Regions from separate parts of the Hordeum vulgare genome. Here regions 2 and 3 are each linked to region 1. The links are chromatin contacts, called in public Hi-C and HiChIP or PLAC-seq maps. All regions are on one chromosome and are shown on one strand. Each heading gives the region's core, a stretch centred on a gene start, on an enhancer-like site or on the middle of the called end of the contact. The rest is flanking DNA. Distances are from core to core; before and after follow the strand shown. Region 1 holds the start of LOC123424710 (transcription factor RF2b-like). Region 2 holds the start of LOC123424707 (vacuolar-sorting receptor 1-like). Region 3 holds the start of LOC123424709 (B3 domain-containing protein Os07g0679700).

Region 1 (4,812 bases), core at 1,301-3,800:
GCCCGCTACCGCGCGCTGGACAGCGACGACTCGAGCACATTGTCTACCCATCACTGGATCCAGGCACTGGCGCCGCCCTCACCACCCCATTTGCTCCGACGACCCGACGACGCTTCCTAGGCCTATGCCCGCACCGCCTTTGTTTCCTCCTTCTCCCTCTAATCCCCGCCGCCCCTCGCGCGCCCCATTCTACCGACGTAGAGCGCTCGGCCGCCCACTGCCGCTCGACGCCCACAAGGTGTTCAACAAAACGCTTGCAAGGTATGTCTTGCTTCAACTTGACATTTTTAAATGAATTTGGTGCATGTTTTTTGTAGTTTTGTAGACTAGTTTAAATTCAATACTGTAGATGAGTTCGTCATATGATTCTTTCGAAGAAGAATTTGATATTGAAGAGGAGGAGGACCTTACAATGATCCTAGCTATGCACATCAATAAAAAACCGAACCACAGTTGTTCGGTTATGGGTCGGCAGAAAATTTGGAGGGATAAGATCGATGCCGACAACAGATTGATGAGACACTATTTTGTGGATATCCCGTGTACCCCGAGTCGTACTTCCGGCGCCGGTTTAGGATGAGCACCGGGTTGTTCAGGCGCATTGTAGAGAAACGAGCGAGCCATGGTTGTTTTTTTTCAGCAGAGGAGGAATGTCATCGGAGAACTCGAGCATAACACCTTTCAAAAGGTGACAGCCGCTTTGCGTATGTTGGCATACGACATTCCGGCTGATCTAGTTGATGACCACTTGGCCATGGGTGAGAGTCAGGCCATCATGTGTGTCAAGCGCTTCAGAGTCGAAATTGTGCAAGTGTTTGGCCCGGAGTATTTGAGATCTCCCAATGCTGAAGACGTCGCAAGGCTATTGGAGATGAACAAAGCTCGTGGGTTCCCAGGTATGCTTGGCTCAATAGATTACATGTATTGGAGTTGGAAGAACTGTCCTAAGGCATGGCATGGGCAATTCCACGGCCAAAAAAGGGTTCCACTATAATCCTTGAAGTGGTGGCCGATCAAGATACTTGGATTTGGCATGCTTTTTTTGAAATGCCTGGATCTTTGATTGACATCAACGTTGTTAATCAGTCATCACTCATGAATAAGATTGCACATGGTAAACTGCCATCGATGGAGTTTGTAGCAAACGGCCATACATACAACTATGGGTAATATCTTGCGGATGGCATCTACTCAAAGTGGCAAACATTTGTGAAGCCGTTGAAAAAACTGAAAGGTAAGAAAAATCTAGATTTTCACAATGCTCAGGCGGCGGCTCGGAAGGATGTGGAGAGAGATTTTGGGAATTTGCAAGCCCAATTTGCTATTGTGAGAGGGCCGACTAGATTTTGGGATCAAAAGATGCTTGGTACATCATGCACGCATGTGTGATCATGCATAACATGATCATCTAGAATGAGCGTGGCCAAGATTTAGACTACTCTCAGCATAAGCTCATGGGACATCCCGAGTGCGTCGTCGGGCTTCGAGGGTGGCCCGATTTGTTGCCTCCTATCATTGCCATCCGACGTGCCGAACAAACCTGGCCAAACGGGCCGTGCCAGCCGGGCCGGCCCGACTGCCCGCAGGCCAGGCACGACACGGGCCGGGCCCGGCACGGCCTAATCGTTCCCAGGCCAGGCACGAGCACGCCATGGGCTGTGCCTGGGCTGCCACCCCCAGCCCGCGTGCCAGCCCGGCACATCACGATTAGGAGGGGCGACCAGCGAATCAACGATCCAGGCATGCATCGCATATTCAGCAAGGCGGGACCGCGGGAGGGGGCGAGGGGGCGTGGGGCTGACCGTTGGCAGAGGGGGCGGTCAGCGCAGACCGTTGGCAGCGGGAGCCGAGTGGCCGACAGATGTGGGGTAGCGGGGCAGATGCGCGGGGCTCGAGGCGGCCAGCTGGCGGGCAGGAGGGAGGGGGCGCGGGAGATTAGGAGAGCTGGCGGGCGGGAGGGAGAGGGGCGCGGGAGATTAGGAATTTTTTTCGTTTTTTTTCGTGAGGGAGAGGGACGCGAGAGATTAACGTGCCGCGGACCGGCCCGATTAGGCCACGTGTCGTGCTTGGCCCTGGGAGGCTGGCACGCGGGCCGGGCCGGCCCGTGTATTAATCGGGCCCAGGCGGGCTGTGCCGTGCCTGACACGATTATGGCGGGCCGGGCCAGCCCGTTTGGCCAGGTATGGTGCCGAAACGCATAATGATCTTCAGAAAGATCTAATCGAGTGGTGGACATGGAATGACCAACGAAATGAGAGTGATGATTTATGTGTTTGATGTTGTAGTGTCCAACTATTTATTGTTGACTATTATGAAAAAGCAAACTATTTATTGTTGACTATTTTTATTTGTGATCATTTAAAAAACTTGTTTGTAGTCTCGTATGTTGTTTGTGTTGGACGCATGCTATGCGTTTTTTACAGCGTCTGCTGAGACGGCGGGTGGAATATTTTACGACGACCGCGGAGCCGGTACACTTGGACGTGCTATATTTTGCTATTTCGACAGTGCAAACCGTTTTTAGGCGGTTGGGCGTGGAGATGCTGTGAGCCTGTGAGTGTGAGTGAGTGTGTGAGGACTTTTCATAGCGTTGCACCGAGCGTAGGCTACGCCTCCGCCGACCCACACGCACGCGGGTCAGAGTGTCCGGAGACAGGAACACGCGCCTGCGCTGCCAGCCACCGCAATGGCGATGCCGCCCAAGCCCGGCGAGCCGCCGAAGCCCTCGCCGGGGCGCGGCCCCAACCTCAGCCCCAACCCCAACCCCAACCCCTGCCCGCTCCCGCCCATCCCCAGCGGCCCCCAGCCGGGCCAGGCCCCCGCGGCGGCGGCGCCGCCGCGGTCCCACCACCGCCGCGCCAGATCTGAGATGCCCTTCCGCTTCCCGGACGCCGACGGCGGGGGCTTCGACGAGATCGGCTCCGAGGACGACCTCTTCTCCACGTTCATGGACATGGACAAGATCGCCGGCGCCGCCCGCGACCGCGCCGCGGAGACGTCCTCCTCGCCGCCGCGCCCCACCAAGCACCGCCACAGCGCGTCCTTCGACGGGTTCGCCATGGGCTGCGGCGGGCCGGGGGGCCAGCAGGATGGCGGCGGGGGCGGGGGGTTGTTCGCCGACGTGCTGGAGGCTAAGAAGGCCATGTCCTCCGAGCAGCTCTCTGAGCTCGCCTCCGTCGACCCCAAGCGTGCCAAGAGGTGACCCGCCGCATTCCGAGGCTCCCTTGGATTTTGAGTTGGTGGTTGGTCGGTAGGATATGCTAGGGTTACAACTTACAAGTAGCTCTTACTTTTGATTATGCTTTTGATAAACAATTGACGGAGCGCCCTGAAGGACTAGCAAGAGTTGTGGCCTAGGTAGCCTTGATTCTGCAAGCAAAGAAATGTGCCAGAAAAAGTGCAGGTTCTAGACTATCGCGTAACCAAATCACGGGATATTGTTGGTGTTAGTGGTCTTGAATCTGGATGGATAGTGACAGGCAGATCCTAGGACAGGACTTGCTGGCCAGCTCAATTGGGTCGGACGTTTCTCGCTTATGTGGGTTTCCTTTTGGAATACAAGCACCCATAGAAGTGATTCAAATGCTAATTTTGTTGTTCTCCAAGTTGCTGTCATTGTTCGAAAAGCGGCCCGTGGCATTTAGTTCTTAAATAAGCGAAGGGCATGGGATGAAAGGGGCGGGAGATGGCAACGAATGTCGCATGCCGCCTTCTTATGGTATTTTCTCTCCATTGGCTATGGCTTCTTTGTTATCATTTTCTTTCGGTCTCCTACTTATTCAATGAAGCTTGCGGGGCATATCTTTGAATTTATAGTTCTTCTGTTTCAGATTAACCATTTCCTACGTTAGCTTACATCAAGTTTGGTTATACATTGGTTAATTTTCTCCCTCAATCTTTTTTACTGTGATCTATCTATGCAATACCTAGTCATGTGTATTTGTGATATAGGTTCTACCTGTACCAGTTGGTTACATCCACGTCTGCTTATAAATATGTTTCGTTTCAACAAGTTTCTGTAATATGGGGTTATGTATGATGTAGTAGTGTTATATAATTATTTAATGTGTTTTATTCTATATGTTATTATCTTAGTCCAAAAATCTTCTTACTGCCATGTAGTTATTTAATAAGCTCTTAAATACACAAAGCACGTGGAGTGAAAGAGGCGGGAGATGGCGATTTGTTGCATGTTGCTTAGGTCTGCACTGTTTTACGGTGTTGCCCCATTTTCTAGGCCTTCTTTATTTCATGCGTTAATGATCTGCAAGATGTTCAATGAAGTTATCGTAATCGACTTTTAAATTTGTTGTTTATTTTGGAATAACTAGCTGAAACTTAAATATATCCCTGTTTTGTGTACATTAAACAGCATTGCATATGCTTTTTTTCGAGCAAATATTTTTACTGCAATCAAGTTATATAAATACCTTTATTTCTCGTGTAGGTTTCATTCGCACAGATTTCTAGTATCAGGTGATCTTGATTGCAATAGATAAATTATACTGGTTATGAACTACTTTCTTCTGCTTAGCCTATCAAATTTGTCCCAGCTGTGGAAAGCTGATGCATCAGAACTTCACATAGGATATGATCCCTTCCATCTCCAAAAGAGAATATGTTTTTCTTTTAAGGCTATGCTGTATTTACCATCATTCTGCCCATGTAAATGTATTTATCCAGCAGGCTGTTATCTGGCTGCATTGAATAATGGCCAATATAATTCCTAAGCTTTCTTTGTTTCAGAATTCTAGCGAACAGACAGTCTGCAGCTCGGTCAAAGGAAAGAAAGGCTCGATATATAACAGAATT
Region 2 (4,812 bases), core at 1,698-4,197, 200 kb before region 1:
TTCCTCAATGAAGGCAGTGTGGGCATTGTCCAACAATATCTTGGGATGGAATTCAGTTGCAGACACATCATTTCTCTGTTTGTTGCCAGAGGTAGAAACAGGAGTATCCTTCTTGCTGAAATTAGCCTTGTCAAGGTCATCTATTGGATTCACATCATCTTCTAGACTGTCCTTATTAGTAGTGTCCAGATTACCCTCATAATCTTCCTCCTCACCTTTGCTTTTGTCAGGATCCTCCTCATCAGGATCAACTCCATCATCATCATCCTCATCTCCAATCTGATCAAAACCTTCCACAGTGAAGAACAACAGAATAACTTCTTCTTCATTTCCACAAGTCTCTCAAAAGGGATTTTGGCAGGGTCTCTACATGCAACCTTCACACGAATGGTCTCATAAAAGCTTTTTAAAATGCCATTCCAATCTACATCCATAAGTATACCAAAGCAGGAAGTGATATGCGCAAAGACTTTCCAAGCGCACTATTTTGGAGGTATCCCTTCAATCTGTATCCATGCTTCAGTTAATTCTCCATAGGGGTTCAACATACCTTGCCATTCAACAACCTTAACTGAGACACCATCAATTGGTAAATCAAACGGAGGAAACTCAACCAGATGATCAACATTTTTCCATGGAGGAAGCCTTAACAGAAACTTCGTATCCTCCAGTTCTCTTATCTGCCAGGGCCACTCCTTGTTCTTGCAGAAGATCTCATTCAGTTGCATCAACAGTTTAGAAGCAGACACTTCTCCTCTTACAACATGAAGTAATGCACAGTTTTTATAATTCATCCAGCTCGATTCTGTAGACACAGGAACATCAATATGATAAAAACCTAGACCAGTAGCAGCGCTCCCAAAGTAGGTGGCAGTGGGGTATTGATGAGCCCATGATGCACAGTTGTTAACATTGTGCCCTCCCGCACAGATGAAGCACTTCTTGGGCTCAATGCAATTACCAATGTAATGTCCCAGGCCAATTACAATTAAAGCAGGTCATCTCTTTGTACCTTGGATCCAGAGCTTGGATGACGGGAGGGGTCGGGATCACCGGCGCAGGTGATGTTGGTGCCATCACAGCCTGATTACCTCCAGCAACCTGATTCTTCCCTGCCATTCCCCCTCCCCTCCGTTCACGGGTTCGGGCTTCGTAGGAGCAGGAGGGGGAGGTTGAGGAGGCTCGGACTGTCCCCCCTGGATAGGCACTGTCTTCTTGTTAGGTTGGCGGCGCGGCGGCCACTGCTATTGTTGACGTCCAGCCTTCATTCCCCCCTTGACCACCTCAGCGAAGGATAGAGATCCAGGTTTGATCCCTTCTACTGAAAGTTTGAAGCAGGTCGGTGTAGGGTCAAATCGACAAAGGCGCTTCAGGGGAAGCAATCTTCTCTGGTGAATGTTATGGATCGGAAGAGATCTTTCCTAACCCAGAAGGTGTTAGGAATGGCAAAACTAGGGTTCAGGGGGAGGGGAAGAGGAGTTTATATGGGGCCGACGGTACACTCGGGAAGGAATAATCCATAGTTGTCCGAAAAACTCCTCTGTCACCTCCTCGGATACGTTTCCTACAAGGGAAGACGGTTTTTGAAAACGCGTTTTCCTCCCGACCACACATCCACGGATGGAAGGCGCAGGAGCCGGAGAAGGACCGAGACCCGTCACTTTCAGACTGAACTCAGGTGCCTTTGGTGATTTGGCCACAACCTCAACCCGTTCCGTCGCCGGAGAAGGCAATTTGACCGGAGTAGAAACTTCATCCCTAGGAGTAGCAGGCACAGGATCCAATCCCCGAGAACTAACTTCGGATTTGATGACCAGATGATCGCTACAAATTTTCTTAGAATAATCACGACTGCGGTATGAATTTGGTCGGAAACGAGGTACCTGATTACGGTGAGTGTAAACCTCACCGCGATCCCCCGGCCATGGCGGCGGTTTGAAGTTGCGAAGCAGCTCATCCCCCGCCCGACGCCCCCGCACCCCCGTGGCAAGCACCGGATGTTGGAGACGTCTGCTAGGAGCGCGATTCTTCAGGGGATGCGGGGCGGTCTGACCCCCGGAGGCAACACATCGGGAGGAAGCTGGGACAGCTCTAGCACCGGTGGTGGTCGAATGTTGAGACGGGAGGGACTCTCCGCCTTGAACCTGCGCTACCGCGCCGCCTGGATTGGATCTGCAGCCTCTGCCTCCTGTATGCCCAGAAGATCAGCTCGTAATCCATCCCTCCGTCGTCTCCGCAGAACCGCGGTCGTTCCTCGAAGGTGGATCTGTGAATGATGTCCACCATGATCTCCGGCCACTCGGATCAATCGGCGAAGAGCCCCCGGACCACCCGCGGCATCTCCACTCGCGCTTTCGGGCAGTGCAGCTCCACGACCGGCCGCTGCGCCACCGAAATCGGCATGGGGAAAGCCATCGGAGCCGCCACCATCGTCGCAGGACGAAGGTGCCTCGCTCGGCCTCCACACCTCTCCTCCGCCATCGCACAGGGAGATATGAGGGATGAGGGTTGGTGGGAGGGGAGGAGAGGCCGATGCGGTGGAGTAATGAGGAAGGGGTGGTGGGGATCAACCATTAATGATGAGATTCGGAAGGTTCGAGGTCGCCCCCCGTCGCGCGTGTCGTGAGTGGAAAAGTCCATCTTTGACAAGTCGGCCATCTCCTGAGCCAGAAAACAGCACCTCTGTGATGTACTCTTGAGCCAGAAAACAGCACCTTTGTGGTCTCAGTTACTAGAACAAAGACGCACCGTCTCGAACCATATTTGGGTGTGTAGATTGGTATTAACCCTAACAACTCCGCCGCTCCAGGACGAAGCATTGCTCTCATCTCAGCGAAAACCCACCTTGCCCCACGGTTTCGATCGACGCTGGCCGTCCACACACGCGCACACCATCGCTAGCTCCACACACAAAGGCGCCTCTCCCACGCGCGCCACACGCGCGCGCATGCACGGCACGCCCTCCGTCTTTCCTTCTCCTCGGATGAGCATGAGCATGAGCATGACAGCGTCCCAAAAAGGGCGTCGCTTTCCCCGTCACCACGCACGGCCACGGCCACGGCCACAAACACAAACACACGAGAAGCAAAAGGCGGGAGCCTTGGAAGCGTTCCAACGTACGTACCCCCCACACCACACCATCGACATCGAGGAGGCCGCCACGTACCTCGCCCTCCTCCTTCCTCTCTTACATCTCTCCCTCTCCCACTCCACTGCCTCTCCCTCCCAACCCCCGGTCAAATCCATCCTCACTTCCTTCGCACCCAAACCACGCTCGATCGCCTTTTCCGCTCACACGCCACCCTCCTCTCTTCCCTTCCCCGAGATCGATCCGTACTCCGTCGCGTTCCTCCATCGACCCATCCTCGCATCCGATCCTCGTACGTGCACGGGGTTGGCCCGGGAGAGGGATCGGGGCATCGGTACGGTCAAGCGAGCAGGCGTCATGGGAGGCAGATGGTCGCCGTCGGCGGGGTGGGGGCCGTGGAGGCCGCGGCTTCTCCTCCTCCTCGTGGCGCTGACGGCGGCGACGGTGGAGGGGAGGTTCGTGGTGGAGAAGAACAGCCTGCGGGTGACGTCGCCGGCGTCGCTGCGGGGCGTGTACGAGTGCGCCATCGGCAACTTCGGGATGCCGCAGTACGGGGGCACCATGCACGGCGTCGTCGTCTACCCCAAGGCCAACGCCAGGGCATGCAACCCCTTCGCCGACTTCGGCCTCTCCTTCAACCCCAAGGCCGGCGGCCTCCCCGTCTTCCTCCTCGTCGACCGCGGAGGTTACTTCCCCTTCTCCTTCTCCTTCATCCGTTCCGCTCCGGTCAGATGAGATCGATCGATCGGTCGTGTAATAGTCTGACCGGTGCACGCGCGCGCGTTTCCTTTCACGATCTGCCCTGGCAATTACGGCTGGCTAGCTACATGCACGAATGGTTTAATTAATACACACACTTTCTCATTCTCACTAGCTAATATACTCCCTCGGTTTCTAAATATAAGTCTTTTTTTAAAAATTTCATTAGAAAACTACATGCGGAGCAAAATGAGTAAACCTATACTCTAAAATATGTCTATATACACCCGTTTGTAATTTTTTTAATGAAATGAGTGAATCTATACTCTAAAAAAACTTATATTTAGGTACGGAGGGAGTAGATGTTAAAGTGGTAATCCGGCGGATCGACGCTAGGATTTGGACCTTGGAAAATATTATTGGGTTATCCATCTCTCCTGTTTATGTACAAAAATATATAATCAGTCTTGGTCACGTTCTTTGGGTGGATGATTTTTGTCAGCAAGCTACAGATGCCCCTTGTGCATTAATTAGAAGCTATCTATCTAAGACATGTTAAAAGATCACATGTTCGGTCAAATGGTTAGTTGGGACTTGGGAGTCACCCTCTTTTTATACTTCTGTTGGACATTTTTGGCATGCAATTCGGTCCTAGTAGTTCCTAATTAAACAACACATGTTTTGCTCATGTTCTTTGAGTGGCGAGGTTCTTGCCACAGCTACCTACATGTAGTTGCATAACTGCGTTCAGTTTGGTAGCACTTGCCACATATTCGTTGTGTGTTGGAGGGTTCTCTTAGCACTGTTAGTTAACACCTTTATCAACTCTGCTTCAGTCCGGTTATTGTGCTATGAGTCGGCCAAGGACAAAACTAATTTGTCTGCCCACCTCCGGCCGTTCAGTTTCCTGCGATGGTTGATGCTATTTTAGCAGTGTTACATAGGATAAATGATGAGGTGGAGGAGAGAGAACTCGAACAAAGGTTGTGTCTTCTCTCTTCTCTTATTTAAAAGAAGACAAGAGG
Region 3 (4,812 bases), core at 1,733-4,232, 140 kb before region 1:
GATCAGCCGGTTGCGTGAGCTAGAATCGCCCCCCGTTATCAGGCCATCCTTGTCCGTTGATTTTTCTTGTGCCGTGAGGCGCGCTTGCAGCTTTCCCGTCCCCGTCGGCAGATTTGTTTAACCGTCGCTTTTTTGTGTCGTCGTCGTCGATGCATCGGTGGAGATTCTGCCGCGACGGCGACGGTCACCTTCCGTCCGTGCCAAGTATAGCTACACCCCATTTACATTTTTATTTTTATTCTTATTTTGCGGGGAGCTTCGTACGCCCCTGTATTATCGCCTGAAAGACGCCACAGAAGAACAAAACAAGACTGAAAACCAGGTCCGTGTGTCTGCACACCTGCAGGAGTCTGAAGGCACGAAACCGCTCCATCGACAGTTCAGTTCTTTGAGGAAAAAAGAAAAGGAAGCGCCGTGAAACCCGAGGCCCGCTTGCGGGCCGACACGCCCGATCGATCTCTCTTTCAAAATAGGTTCGGTCCAGTTATATGGATATAGCAACCAATGATACAAACATTTCGATTAACACTGAGCACAAGCACATCTAAAAGAAAATACAAAAAGAAAAATGCCAACAACCTCGGATCAGCTAAAGCTACGGCACCCCGCGAGCGCTGTGCCCATCAAAGATAACCACCACGCTCCAAAGCCATCGAGTTATCGTGTACCAAGCACCACCTTCAAAAAGGAATGCGACGATGACGACGCTACTGCCCGGATGAATCCTAGGATTTCTTCCAGTACACGGAGGGTAATGGGGGAGAGGGTCACCCAACGCCCTTCAAGAAGGATGGCGACGCCCGTAAGCGTCACCGCGTTGGTGCCGACAAGACTTGACATGGATTTCTCCCGACCCCTCGCACCCGTCACCCAGGACCAACTTTCGGCTCCACCACATTCGCCGCCCACCAACATGCGCCAACACAGTCACGAGGACACCGTCATCGTCTCACCACGGTCAACGAAGCGAGGCCGGCCGAATTCAAACAAGACACCCGTAGACAAGGACCGGTAGCACCGCAATCACGAGGGAGGGAACAACCTCCACCGACTTAGGCGATAGCAGACCGGGCATAGCAGCAGAGGCTCACCAGACCAAATGTCCGGTCGAGCCCAGAACGGGTCCATGAAGCTCTGCCGCTAAGCTGCAGCAGTTGCGAGGAGCTCGCTAGAACCACCAGAGAACAATCCACCACAGCCCCCCCAGCAAGCCCGTCCCCGACCCAGATCGGGTTCATAGGGCCTAGATCTGAGCCAGTCGGGCGTCGCCGGCCGCCGCAAGCCATGGACGGTCACCGCCGCCGTTCAGATCCGTGCTGGAATGCGCCGACCGAAGGGCTTCGCCACGAGGACCGCTCGCCCGAGCCGGGGTCCAGCGATGGAGAAAAAGGGGGAGAAGGGGGAACCGCCCCGGTTGCCTCGCTCTGGGAGGACACGCCCGATCGATCCGACCGACCTGCGCCGTTCCTCGCATTTCTGAACCCAGCCAACCACACGACTGTTCCATAACTGAAGACGACCCAGCCGGGCACCATACGCTCGGGGCCCCACCAACTGCCAAATCACTTGCCCTCCCACGCACACCCACGCCACGAGACAGTCACGCCACCCATCCCATCGTCGTAGCACTTGCGCGGAAATATGATAATACGTCACGTATACACCGTGTCCCGTTTCCGTCCCCTCCCGATGCATGCGCGCCCATCGTTCGTCCCTCCCCTCTCCACTCTCCACTCGTCCCACACCACCTCAGTCTCCATCCCCGTCGCCGTCGCCGGAAAAAGGAAAACAGTCACCGGTCACCTCCCGTGCGCCCGAGCCGTCGCCGTCGACGATGTGCGCCATGTCGGGTGCACGCACGTAGGTAGCCTCTTCTCCTGGCCACGCAGACGCTGGCTACGTAGTACGTACTGCTACTGCTACTGCTCCTGCTCCGATCCGCTCGTACTCCACGTCCACATCACCGGCGGTACTACTACCACTACCACGGTACCACCACCACCCGACGTCGGCCTCCGGGTCCCGGCGGCCAGCCGGAGGTGGCCGACGGCATCATGCGTGACGCAAGCATCTCGTCGCCGAGGCATACGCGCGACGTAGGCAGCAGGCGCGCGCGGTGGATGGGATAGCGTAGCATAGCAGCAGCCGCTCACGTGACGTCGTGGGAAACCCAGCGCCCCACCCGTCCACGTCCTGTGCTCCGACGGCGACGGCCGCTCCCGGTGACCCGATCGACGACGCCTTCGATTCCAACGCCCCATCAGCTGCTTCTGCGTGCGATGCGTGCGTGAGAGCGTGTGCCGCGCCGGAGGCACGCAGTAGTACGACACGTTCAGGAGGCGCCGCCGCCGAGGCCGGCCGGAATTAAACGTGCGCGCGACGTTTTACTCGCCTGAAGGCGACGTCACGGGCGGGCCGGCCGGCGCCGGAGCCGGAGGCATTGAAGGCCGGCGGGCGGGTCGGCGTCAGGCTGGCATTCTAAAATTAAAAATCCCCCACTCGCATTGAATTCGGTGCGGAGCAGAGGCAGAGGCTGCATGCAGGTCGCGTCCACAGAGGCACGGACACGCATGCAGTTCATCGTCTGCCTTTTTGTTTTCTTCCGGGAGAACAATCCGCAATAAACTAGACTGAACACCCTGTACCCTGTCACGCACGCGCAAAAGTAGGAGCGCCCTCGTTTCTACCACGGCCCGGCCACGTCGGCGATAGATAGATAGTAATGAACCTGACGACGGATCGCTCCTGCTCCTGGTTGGCATGGCTGCGAGCTGCGACGTCGTGGAGGGGAGCAACGGCCAGCGGGGCGGAAACCAAACTCATAGAAAAGCATGGCATGTCGTGCATGCACGCACGCACGCACGCACAGGAACAAAAAGCCACGCTCGCCTCGCTTTACCACCCCACGCCCCTAAAAAAAAATCCCAGTCGTCGTTTTCAGTTGGTACCATTAGTGTTTGGAGTTGGAGTATGTAGTGTAGGAGTGCTAGTTTACATTACTGCCTGAAGCTGCTTCGGGCATCCATCCCTTCCTTCCTTCCTTCCCCCCATCTCGTCCTTGTCCTTGCCTTGCCTTCACTTGGCTTGCCCGCACCGCATGCGCCAGCCGCCACCGATCGTGCGTCGGTTGCTCTCTCCACATCCAGCGGAAAACTACGCCTCCCCCACCGCGCGCGCGCAGCCCCCGTCCCTCCTCAGCTCCTCCCTCCGTATCCCGAGGGGTGGGTGGTGCGGCGAGCCGAGGCGGGCTCAGCCTTCCCTTTTCGGCGGGGGGCAAGCAGCGGCTTGATCGGAGGGAGGGCGGCGGATTCGCCCGCGCGCGACGGCCGGCCATGGCGGGGATGGGCGCCGCGAGGTGCATGAACGCGGCGTGCGGCGCGCCCGCCCCGACGGCGGCCGGGGTGGGCGAGTGGCGGAAGGGCTGGCCGCTGCGATCCGGCGGCTTCGCCCTGCTCTGCGACAAGTGCGGGTACGCCTCCCTCCGCGCTTGCTCTGCTCTGTTCCGAATGGGATGGCTGGCTCGCTGGCCGGACGAATCGATTCGTCTCGACCCCCCCGCCTTTTCCTCCCGGGGAGAAGGGATGTTTTGTTCCTAGCCGCGGCTGGGCAATCTGTGGATTTCCTTTTTGCCTCGCGCCTGTACTAGTAGCACTCCTCAGAAAAGCGGGGTTGACTCCGCTGTAGCTTCCCTGGATATACCTACCTACCAGCGACATAGAACGGATGATAATCACTACTTACTACTTGCTCTTGTGTGGAGCTCGTGTCGAATTCAGATTTCGGGTAATCGTTCGGTCGCTCAGGGCCGACACAAAAGGTGCTTGCTTGCAGCAGCTTAATTGTGGGGGAATTGATCCTGTATGCCAGTATAAGCTTGTGCCTGCTGCTTGGTACCAAAAGTCATCTCTGTGCCTTGTATGGTTGACTCGGAGCCGGTGCTTGCCTGAGGAAACATTGTCTGCTGTATGGTATGGTTGACTCGGACCTGCTGCTTCCTTGGCACTGCCAGTAACTATTTGGTGCTGTCACACTGGAATTTCTCTTGCCGTTGGTTTTAGATGATGGCAGAAACATGTTTAATCTGGTATTTTAAGAAAAGTTTCCTGCAAAATAGTAGGATGTTACTGTTACCCTGTTACCATTTTACAGTTCAATTTTTTGGCCCTTTCGATTCTTACCGTGTCATTTCTATTGCACTCAGGTTGGCGTTCGAGCAGCTTGTCTTCTGCGACATATTCCACCAAAAGGAGTCTGGTTGGAGGGACTGTTCGTTTTGTGGCAAGGTAGAGATTGCGACACATGTTCTGAATTTCATGCAACTATAAATTGTTTGGCGACACTAATTCCAAGGGGCTCCGCTGTCTCAGCATCTCCATTGCGGTTGTGTTGCTTCGAAGAATTCCTTTGATCTACTCGATAGCGGAGGAGTTCAATGCATGAATTGCATGAAAAATCCAGGAGTTCAATCTGTGACTGTAAGTTTCTTTCTCGCTCGATCTGTATTTTTTTGACCTTTCCAAAATCTGATTGTTCGTTCCGCAGGTTTCATGTCAAGTGGCTCCAAAGCTTTTTTTATCTCCTCAAAATAACCAGAGACTCTTTGGTAAAAGCGATGAATTGTTGCCAGGTAGACCGTTGGAGTCACCGTCCCTTATGCTCGATTCCAGAAATGATGATATTGCTATTCTAACCAAGAGCAGTCATCCATTCTTGGTAAAAAACCTAGAACTCGGGCAAAGCAGTAACATTTTGAGGCAAAAGGAAACTGAAAATGGCGCGAGGCAGATTAAGTGGGAGCAACCAACACTCAGT

What was found. Hi-C and Micro-C count contacts between places; a contact is called where the count stands out from the background. HiChIP or PLAC-seq counts read pairs in DNA pulled down with a chosen protein or histone mark.
Region 2: a Hi-C map of leaf shows a contact between it and region 1, with 1.8 times the contacts expected there. The contact joins the promoter of LOC123424707 here to the promoter of LOC123424710 in region 1. A contact is called at or near these places in 2 of 6 Hi-C or Micro-C datasets (leaf and seedling).
Region 3: an H3K4me3 HiChIP or PLAC-seq map of embryo shows a contact between it and region 1, with 8 times the contacts expected there. The contact joins the promoter of LOC123424709 here to the promoter of LOC123424710 in region 1. A contact is called at or near these places in 1 of 6 Hi-C or Micro-C datasets (seedling) and 1 of 1 datasets of contacts at active chromatin or transcription factors (embryo).

Annotation. Positions count from the first base shown.
Region 1 is chr2H:39,616,427-39,621,238 of MorexV3_pseudomolecules_assembly, forward strand. It overlaps LOC123424710 (transcription factor RF2b-like), which reads left to right and starts at 2,551. Exons shown (of 4, transcript XM_045108377.1): 1 at 2,551-3,198; 2 at 4,747-4,812. The coding sequence starts at 2,687.
Region 2 is chr2H:39,416,069-39,420,880 of MorexV3_pseudomolecules_assembly, forward strand. LOC123424707 (vacuolar-sorting receptor 1-like) reads left to right here and starts at 2,948. Exons shown (of 12, transcript XM_045108375.1): 1 at 2,948-3,773. The coding sequence starts at 2,948.
Region 3 is chr2H:39,478,016-39,482,827 of MorexV3_pseudomolecules_assembly, forward strand. LOC123424709 (B3 domain-containing protein Os07g0679700) reads left to right here and starts at 2,983. Exons shown (of 12, transcript XM_045108376.1): 1 at 2,983-3,469; 2 at 4,202-4,283; 3 at 4,368-4,475; 4 at 4,543-4,812. The coding sequence starts at 3,333.